Regions from separate parts of the Rattus norvegicus genome. Here region 2 is linked to region 1. Evidence: chromatin contacts called from public Hi-C data. All regions are on one chromosome and are shown on one strand. The core of a region is the stretch at or near the end of the contact, and the rest is flanking DNA. Distances in the headings are between cores, read along the strand shown.

The links. A called contact is a pair of places that touch in the nucleus more often than the background predicts.
Region 2: a Hi-C map of psoas muscle shows a contact between it and region 1, with 2.0 times the contacts expected there. The contact joins the promoter of Nr3c2 here to the enhancer-like site in region 1.

Annotation. Positions count from the first base shown.
Region 1 is chr19:47,728,980-47,733,184 of GRCr8, forward strand. All of the region lies in intron 3 of Nr3c2 (nuclear receptor subfamily 3, group C, member 2), which reads right to left. Among named protein-coding and RNA genes, the nearest start is that of Nr3c2, 230 kb to the right of the region's middle. Within about 2 kb of position 2,437, at least 4 of the 93 cell types and tissues checked have an H3K27ac peak or open chromatin away from gene starts, as enhancers often do.
Region 2 is chr19:47,959,759-47,963,963 of GRCr8, forward strand. Nr3c2 (nuclear receptor subfamily 3, group C, member 2) reads right to left here and starts at 2,526. Exons shown (of 9, transcript NM_001395077.1): 1 at 2,428-2,526.

The DNA.
Region 1 (4,205 bases), core at 1,187-3,686:
GTGAGGCAGCTCTGAAAGCAGGAGTGAGGGAGAGCTGCTCTGCCTATTGTCTGCTATGCGGTACTGTTTTCAAGGGAGAGATCTCTGTTTTCGATTTGGTTTATTGCTTATATTATGTTAATTGGATTCCCAAATTACAGGAGAATTCACATGCATGTGAGATGCTGTCAGTCCCTGCCCCCAGCAGGTTCTAATTGGTAAATAAAGTTGTCTGGGCAGGGAGACAGAGGTGGTTCCCTGTGCAGGGGACCAAGGAAAGGAAGAAGTTTTAGAATCGCCAGGACAGGGAAGCAGGAAGGTGAGGCCTGAGCTGCAGGAGAGAAAGCATACAGCCATGTAAGAATGGGGAAGAGTGGCCTGGGAGGCCATTCCCCCAGTTGGGTCTCAGGTAGCAGAAATGAAATATAGATTTTAGTAAGTAATAATTCAGGAATATTGGAGGTGTTAGCAATGTGGAAGTTTGGAAGTGGCCTAGCCATCGAGCTGCTTAGGGCATATTAAAATTAAAGTTGCATGTGTGTCTTTCATTAGTGAATCCAAAATATTTGGGTGGGTAGCAAGAATCTCGAGCACATGCTGGGGGGTTAGAGCAGATTAATTATTGCCTCTTCAGATCCCCTCCCCTTCCTTTTGCCCTTGCCACTAGTGGCAGGTGGCAGTTGGTCCTGCTTCTCACCTGCTTCAGGCACCTAGGATAGCAGGCCCTGCACTCTGCCTGGGGAGCATGGTAGAGCTGGACAGGTGTTGGGTGTGTAGGGGTTTGCATATTGCTGGTGAGCCAGCCCTGGGGGTATGAGAGTGGGAGGGCCAGTGGTTTTGAATTGTCTCACCCCAACATCTACCCCATTTAGGAATGGCTGCAGTTTATGAAGGTGTCAATCTTACAGATCCAAAACTACAGGATCTCCATGACACAGGGCAGCAACAGAATATCTGAGAGGAGTCTCAGTGAGGACTCAGTATTAATAATGATGTAGAAGCCAGAGGCCCTGAACCAGACCAATGACTCATTGAGATGAAATTTTGCAAGTGAAGAAGTGTGGACAAAAGGATGTACTGTGGGCACATTGTGACACACTATAGCTCCCACAACTAGAAATTTTTTTACTCTGTTGGAGAGGTGGTTGTAAGGGTGGAAAACAGGCACAAGTGGAGTGGCGGGATAAGTGGGATTGGGGTGATTGCTGTCAAATTCACAAAGAACCAATAAAAAGAACAATTAAAAAAGTGCATCAACAGGAAGTGTAAAATCTGGCCTATAGTAAAGACACACACACACACAAACACATACACAAACACATACAAACACACACACACAAACACATACACAAAAACATACACACACGCAAACACATACACAAACACATACAAACACACACACACACAAACACATACACAAAAACATACACACACACAAACACATACACAAACACATACAAACACACACACACACAAACACATACACAAAAACATACACACACACAAACACATACACAAACACATACAAACACACACACACACAAACACATACACAAAAACATACACACACACAAACACATACACAAACACATACAAACACACACACACCACAACACACACACACAAACACATACACAAACACATACAAACACATACACACACACAAACACACACACACAAACACATACGAACACACACACATACACACACACACACACACACACACACAAAAAGATTAAAAAGTGCTGGTGTTACCAGTCATCCTGGGTTTAGTTTACTTTTTTTCTTTTTTTTTTAAAAAAAGGTAAAGTGAGAAAATTCAAATAACTGTCAGCTCTTAATTAAATATAAGTGAGCAGAATACATCTCCAGCCATGATTCTACTCCATTCAATAAACATGTGTGTGTGTGTGTGTGTGTATTCATATGCATGTATATGTGTGAATACATGCGCATGCCCTAGGAGTCTAACCCAGGGGCCTCACGCCATCCAGTCAAGTACTCTACCTGTGAGCCATACCGCAGCCCAAAGATTTTCAAGGCAAGGTTGAAGAACTCACAAAGTAGCCCATTCATTGCCTCCAAGACTTTACATTATAGAGGTTCAGGGAGCTTCGGGAAGTTGGAATAAGACATATGGTATTGATGTGATGTTACTTTAAGATATGGCTATACAAGGGGAAGGGGAAGAAGACTTTATGAAGAGAGGACCAGTCAGGAATGGGGTAGGGTACAGGGCGAATATTAGTAATAGATATATGAAAACGTCGAAAGAAAGGAACCATCTCAGTCAAGCCCTAGAGAATGTTTAGAATTTGAAACATCGAGAGGACAGATGTACAGTGACTCAAACAAAGAATTTGCTCCAAGAGAGGCAGGGGCATAGCTAATGTGTGGAGGCAGAGTCAGGCCGACAAAGCTCTGGCAGACCCAGGCACTGAGCAGCAATCTGCAGGATGAGGTAACTGGAGGGTGATTAGGGCCGGCCAAAGCTCTGAGGACAACGCCCTGCCTCCCTGCCCCCTTCTTAGAACCATCAGGAATAAGGATCCCTCCGTACTCACGCACTCCTTTGACACAGGCACAAAACAAGCACAGGTTGAAATCTCTCTACACATGAGTCCAAAATAAGCCTTTCTCTTCTGTACAAGTTTATCTTGGGTACTCTGACACAGGAATGGAAAGCTGACTGACATTCTCTCCTGGGTCTCACGCTCACTCGGGGAACTCTTTGCTTAATGTCTCCAATGTGTCCTCATCTGGTAGGAAACTCTCTTCAACCTTTCGAAGGCCCTTTGTGGTTCTTCTTTACAATTTTAAAGCTACAGTTGGTTATTTGGGGAACCTTGAAATCGTCTTCCCTTTCGACACTATTTTCCGGCTTTGATGGGTAACAACACCCCATGACTCCTTCCCCTGAGATTTTCTTGGGTCCTGTCATCTCTCTCAGTGCCTTCTCCCCTGAGTTCAGGTTCTTTGGGGTCAACTTCTAAGTTACAGAGGTGTGAAGCTTTGATCTACACACTGACTTCAGAGAAATGATTTTGTCTTTCTATTTGCTAATTTGCTACACAAACCAGCACAGAGATCACATGACACAGAAGGGTTTAATGAATGGTGTTATTGCTACTGTCCCCACTCTAGCTATTAGCTTTTAAAATTACTTGTATTTTAAATTTACTTAAAATTTTTTTTCATATAATATATTTTGTTCATTTGATTTCCCTCTCCCAGATTTTCCCCTACCCCCATTCAAATTCATGGTTGTTTTTTTTTTCTCTCTCTCATGAAAAAGAAATTCAAGAAAGAAAAGAAAGAAAGAAAAAAGAAAGAAACCCTACCAAATAAACCGCAAAAGCACATAAAAATGAAGAATATTTGTCCTGAGTATGGGCAGCCACAGAATATGTTGTAGGCCCAGAGTCATCTCTTTGAAGAAAATTGATGTCCCCTTTCCCAACAGATACCATTTGCAAATAGCTTCTCGGTGAGGACCTGGACTTTGTTTGCACTTCCCCTTCTCTGTCTGACTTGACTTTGGACAGGTCTTGTGTGTGACATCATACTTTCTGTCCATTCCTACATGCTGCTGTGTCCTCTCCAATCTTCATTTCAGATAGTAACTTCTAGTATTGTTTCTTACCAGGGCTGTGCTTGGAGTCAAACCATCTGTTTCTATGGCGTACTATTTCAACAGGAAGTGTTTCTTAAACTTAAAAACAACAACAATCACAACAACAACACCAACAACAACAGCAACAACAGCCTAGCTGGCTGTGAGGCACATACCTTTAATCCCAGCACTTAAGATCTCTTTCAAAAGCAAACAAACAACTTGAAAATGTATGTTTTTTTCTTACAGACCTTGATACACTAAAAAACAAACAAACCAACACAAAAGGAGAGCTCCTGAGGTTGAAATGACTGTGGAGAGTGTGGTCTTCTGTTGGTGCCTGACTGGCTGAGGAGATCTTTAGTTCTAGACTCTAAGTGCTTGTTTTACATATCAAAGCAGACTTGGCCTCCAGGTTCTCCTAGCATCCCTCAGTCTCTACCTGGCATACCCTGTCCACAACCCTGAACTTTCCAACCCAGGGGTTGGGCTGCCCCCTCGCTCACCCCCCAGAGGCTCTTCCCTAGATAAACCAGACCTTTTGGTCCCCTCCCCCACAGCTCTCTCTGTAAGTGCTCCTTCTCTCTTTCTCTTCCCCCTCTCCTCTTTTCCT
Region 2 (4,205 bases), core at 1,276-3,775, 230 kb after region 1:
TATCCTGAGGGGCACTTGTCACTATTGTTCTAAATGAGCCATATGCCAGGTCTACAAATCTCTCTCTCTTTCTCTCTCTCTCTCTACACACACACACACACACACACACACACACACACACACACCCTTAAATACTATTAGCACAAAGGAAACAGACTTTAAAACTTTGTTACATAGTCTGTTAAACTGCCCTATTCTATAAGAAAGTAGTTTCTTCGCCCCCACCCCAGGAATTACCAAAGATTCTTGGGGATTTGCATCTTTTCTGAAAACTTTCACTTTTAATGCTCCCCAAACACATCCCCTTCTTAATGGCATCCCCCCCCACCCCAGTTATGTTACTGTTATTGAATGGCACACTAGAGACCCAGCTTTAGAAGGCAGATAACTTCAGAAAACTAGTTTTAGTCGCTCTGCTCCTCAGGACTGTTACCTTCCCCTCTTACAGATGAGGGAGGGATAAACCTGCCAAGGTCACCTGAGAGAGTGGGAGAACCAGTTAGAGCCAAGCACACACGAGTTCTGTTCGCTGGCCTGTTCGCTGGCCTGACCCAATGAGCCACATCAGCTCTCTCTCTTTTCCTTTAACAAAACTACCTCTTCCATAAAGGAAGAAGCTTGCTTTAGCTTTAGCCTCTCCCCTCCTAAAGTCCCGAAAGTATTTCATGGCATACATGGTAGGTAGCATGCTGTGATGTCAAACGTGAAATTAAAGCTCCAAAGGAGGACTATGCAAATGGAAAACGCCGTTATCATTACTATATAAATATCACCAATAACAGTGAGGACCCACAATGGTAAAATGCAGCTTGGTGCCTTTAAAACTCAGCAGCTTTAACAACTCTTCTGCTAGGAAAAGTTTTCCGAACTATGATATAATAAATAAATAAAGCAGATGGTATGATGAAGCATTATGATTTAAACCTCGTCTTTCAAAAATTCAGCAGGAAAAGCCATGTAACTAAAATCCATCTGGACAAGGATACCACCAAAAGGAGCGTCATCCCTTGTCTGTCCCTGTCCTAAGAATCCCCTAGAGTTTCCCCAACTATAAAGGAAAGGAATCGCAAGGTTTTCCAGACCCTGTTCATACAACATCTATGGTGATCTAGCTCCTTCAACTGCCCTTATCGGCTACACCTCCCACTCAGACTGAGAAGCTTCCGCAATTGATAGATGAAAGAAACATTATTCAAACGTCCTTTAAAATTTGCAAGAGCAAAACGATCTGAAATTCATTTTTGGGGAAAGGGGAGGGTGGTAGACCGCCCACTGCCAAAGGCGGTTAAAAGCCGCTCTTTAGAGGGCATTTATCCAAAGTGGCCAAACTTTCCCAAAATAGTCCTCAGCCGGCCAGGGTGTGGGGGGGTTGTGGGGGGTGAAAAACCAAAACAAAACAACAAGCACACAGAACCATACTGACTGTGCCTCCGGATTACGCAGCGGCTTCTCCCTGCAAAGTGCAAGCCACCCTTGCCACGGCCGCACACCGGGCTGGACCGGAGGCGCCCCACTGCGCACCCCTACACACCTGCCTCGGCCAGGGTCGTCCTCTCGCCGTCTACCTGTTGCAGCGCTTGCCACCACCACGACAACCCTGCTGCGGAGCCCCCCTACATCCAACCACATCCAGACCAGCGAGTGCCGCTCTCCCTGCAGCGGGAGAGCCTGAGACAGCAGCGCTAGCGCCCAGGTGACTTGCACTGGCTTCCTCTGAGCAGCCTGAAGTTGGCTCTCTTCTCCCGGGCCCAATGACACCCGGGGTGCGCAGGAGCTGAGGGGAGGGGTCAGGGGCAGGGCCAGGGCGGGCCAAGAGGAGGGGGCGGGCGAAAGCCCCGAGGGGGAGTGGAAAGCCGGCCCTTTTAAACCCGGTCACATGTCCAGAAAGTTCAGGTCGCTGTCCCGCCCGCCGGAGCGATTTCCATTGGCCAAGGGGGAAACAAGGCTCCACGCTGTGCGGGCTAGGAGCGCTTCTCATTGGGCAATCGGGGCTGTCAGTCACCAGGCGGGCGACATGACTGATACAAAGTTGCTGCGACACAGCCTGGACTCCGCAGCTTCCTTAAAGCCGCAGAGGCGGCGTGTTCTCCTAGTTCCCGGAGGTGGCCCCGACTCGGGGCACCCCTGCACACACTACCCTTTAGCCCACTCTGCTCCTTCGCTCCAAACTTGCTCTCACCTACCCAACTGTCCCCCCACCTTCACCCGCGGTGGACCACAGGCAATCTGGAGAGAAGGGGAAAAAAGAGATGACGCGAGAGCAGCCTAGATGGTGTGCCCTCGCTTTCTCCACCTGCAGCGCCAGGTGAGCCGCAGCGTCGCACACCCGGCGCCTCCCACAGTGTCCTCAGGCCTAGGACTGCTAGGGTGGGCGTCCCCGGGACCCCTGAAGCTCTGCTCCCCGCCCCCTCCAGGTCTCAGAGTTACCTCCCTGCCGAGCAGCCGTAATCTCCGCGGTCGGAAAGCCAGAGGATCTCGTTCCCACTCGATTTCAGTTTCCTTGTTTTAACCACGCAGGAAAAGCGGGTGCTTTCAGTGCAGCCAAACCCCTTTAAACACAGCCTTCCTCCCACCCCACCCCTTGCCAAAAAAAAAAAAAAAAAAAAAAAAAAAAAAGTGCCAGGGTCAAGAGCTGAGGCGCCTGATAATTTTGTTACTGTACTTACTACTTCAGTACTGGATTTTTCCACTAGTTCAATATGCAAGAAAGCCTACTATCGAGGATACTCACTTTATAATGTTTGGAAGGGGTGCATATAATTGGGGCAGGCATACTGGAAGAGGGGAGAGCACTAAAACTATTTTCTAAGGATCGTTTGTCTGCGCGAAGAAATTTCGACTCCCTTCCTTCGCCCCCACCCTGATTTCCCTCCCGCCCACCTAAGCACTGCACTTGCTAAGCCGAAAGATGGACTCCTTAACTTTAATTTCTAAGGACTTTCAAATTGGTTTGAGGCTGGGCTTTGGACTCCCCTGCTGTCTGGGAGTCAGCACCAGTGACGTACACACCTAAATCTGGTCCCCTGGCCCTTAGCGACCCGCAGGCCGCCAGCGGCAGCTGTGCAGCTTCAGGCTCACCCTCGCTTCCCGAGTGCTGAAGCCCCAGGAGGAGGAGGGCACCTTGTGCCCAAAGGCCCCTCCTTTCCTTACAGTTTGTTAAGCCTCAGGATCCCGGATCCCAAGCCCAAGGAGACTGGAACTCTCAGCCACTCCCGCAGGACATTCCCCAGAGGCAAAGGGGACTGCAGCGAAGCCCGCAAGCTGGTTGGGACTCCGGACTCCGGTGCCCAGCAGTCCCTGGCGTGGAGTTGGCCCTGGAGCCCCTACACACACGAACCCCCCGTCGAGTGTCCCAACTTTCCCGGGAGGGTAGCTGTCATGCGCGCCGGGCGAGCACTCTCAGCATCGATCACACCCGGGGCCGCGCGCGGGTGGCGAGCTGGAGCTAGGGGAGTCCCGGACCCGGCGGCCCGGGCTCGCCAAGCAGAGCGGCTGCAATTCAGCCAGTGTGGCAGAACTATTCATTATTAAAGAAATGGACCCGGATCTTTTTACTAAGTTTTTACCTCCTTTAGGGAGGGCTGGTTTTGCCCTGAGTCGAAGCTCCTTGCAAAATCTAGGTTAGAGCGGCGCGGAGAAGCCGCCGAGCGCTCGCCAGCCTCCCCGCACCCTTGTCCCGCGCCAGCCTGGCAGGCACCAGACCTATCGCCCGCAGCCCACCTCCTTAAGCCGACCCGCTTCATCTGCCCTCTGCGCTGGCCCTGCTACCCTGGGCCTCCTTTGCGCTCCCCAGGCCCCTCCCGACACTGTCGGTGCAAAGTGACAGTCGCTGCACTCACCTTTTCTAGGACATGTTAGGGAGGCTGGGGCGGGGGAGGGGGGCAGCGAGACTCCCGCCGCCTCCGCCGCTGCCGCCGCTACCAGCAAGTCCAATACTGGCTGATCGGCAATGAGGATGGAGAGGATAGCAATCCCGGCAGTCGCCCTACTGACGGTGGGTAGAGTAATAGAGCGACAGTGCAGATACCCTGTTGGAGGCGGCGAGCCGGCGAGCCGGCGGCATTAAACCGCGCCGAGGGGGCTGTGAGCACCCGCCGGTCCCCAGCAGTGGCGGCCCGGCCTGGGGCCGGCGGGTCTCCGGGGCTGCTGGTTCGCCTCGGGGTGACTGTGGAGGTCCCGGGAGCCCACCAGTCGAGCGGTAAGAC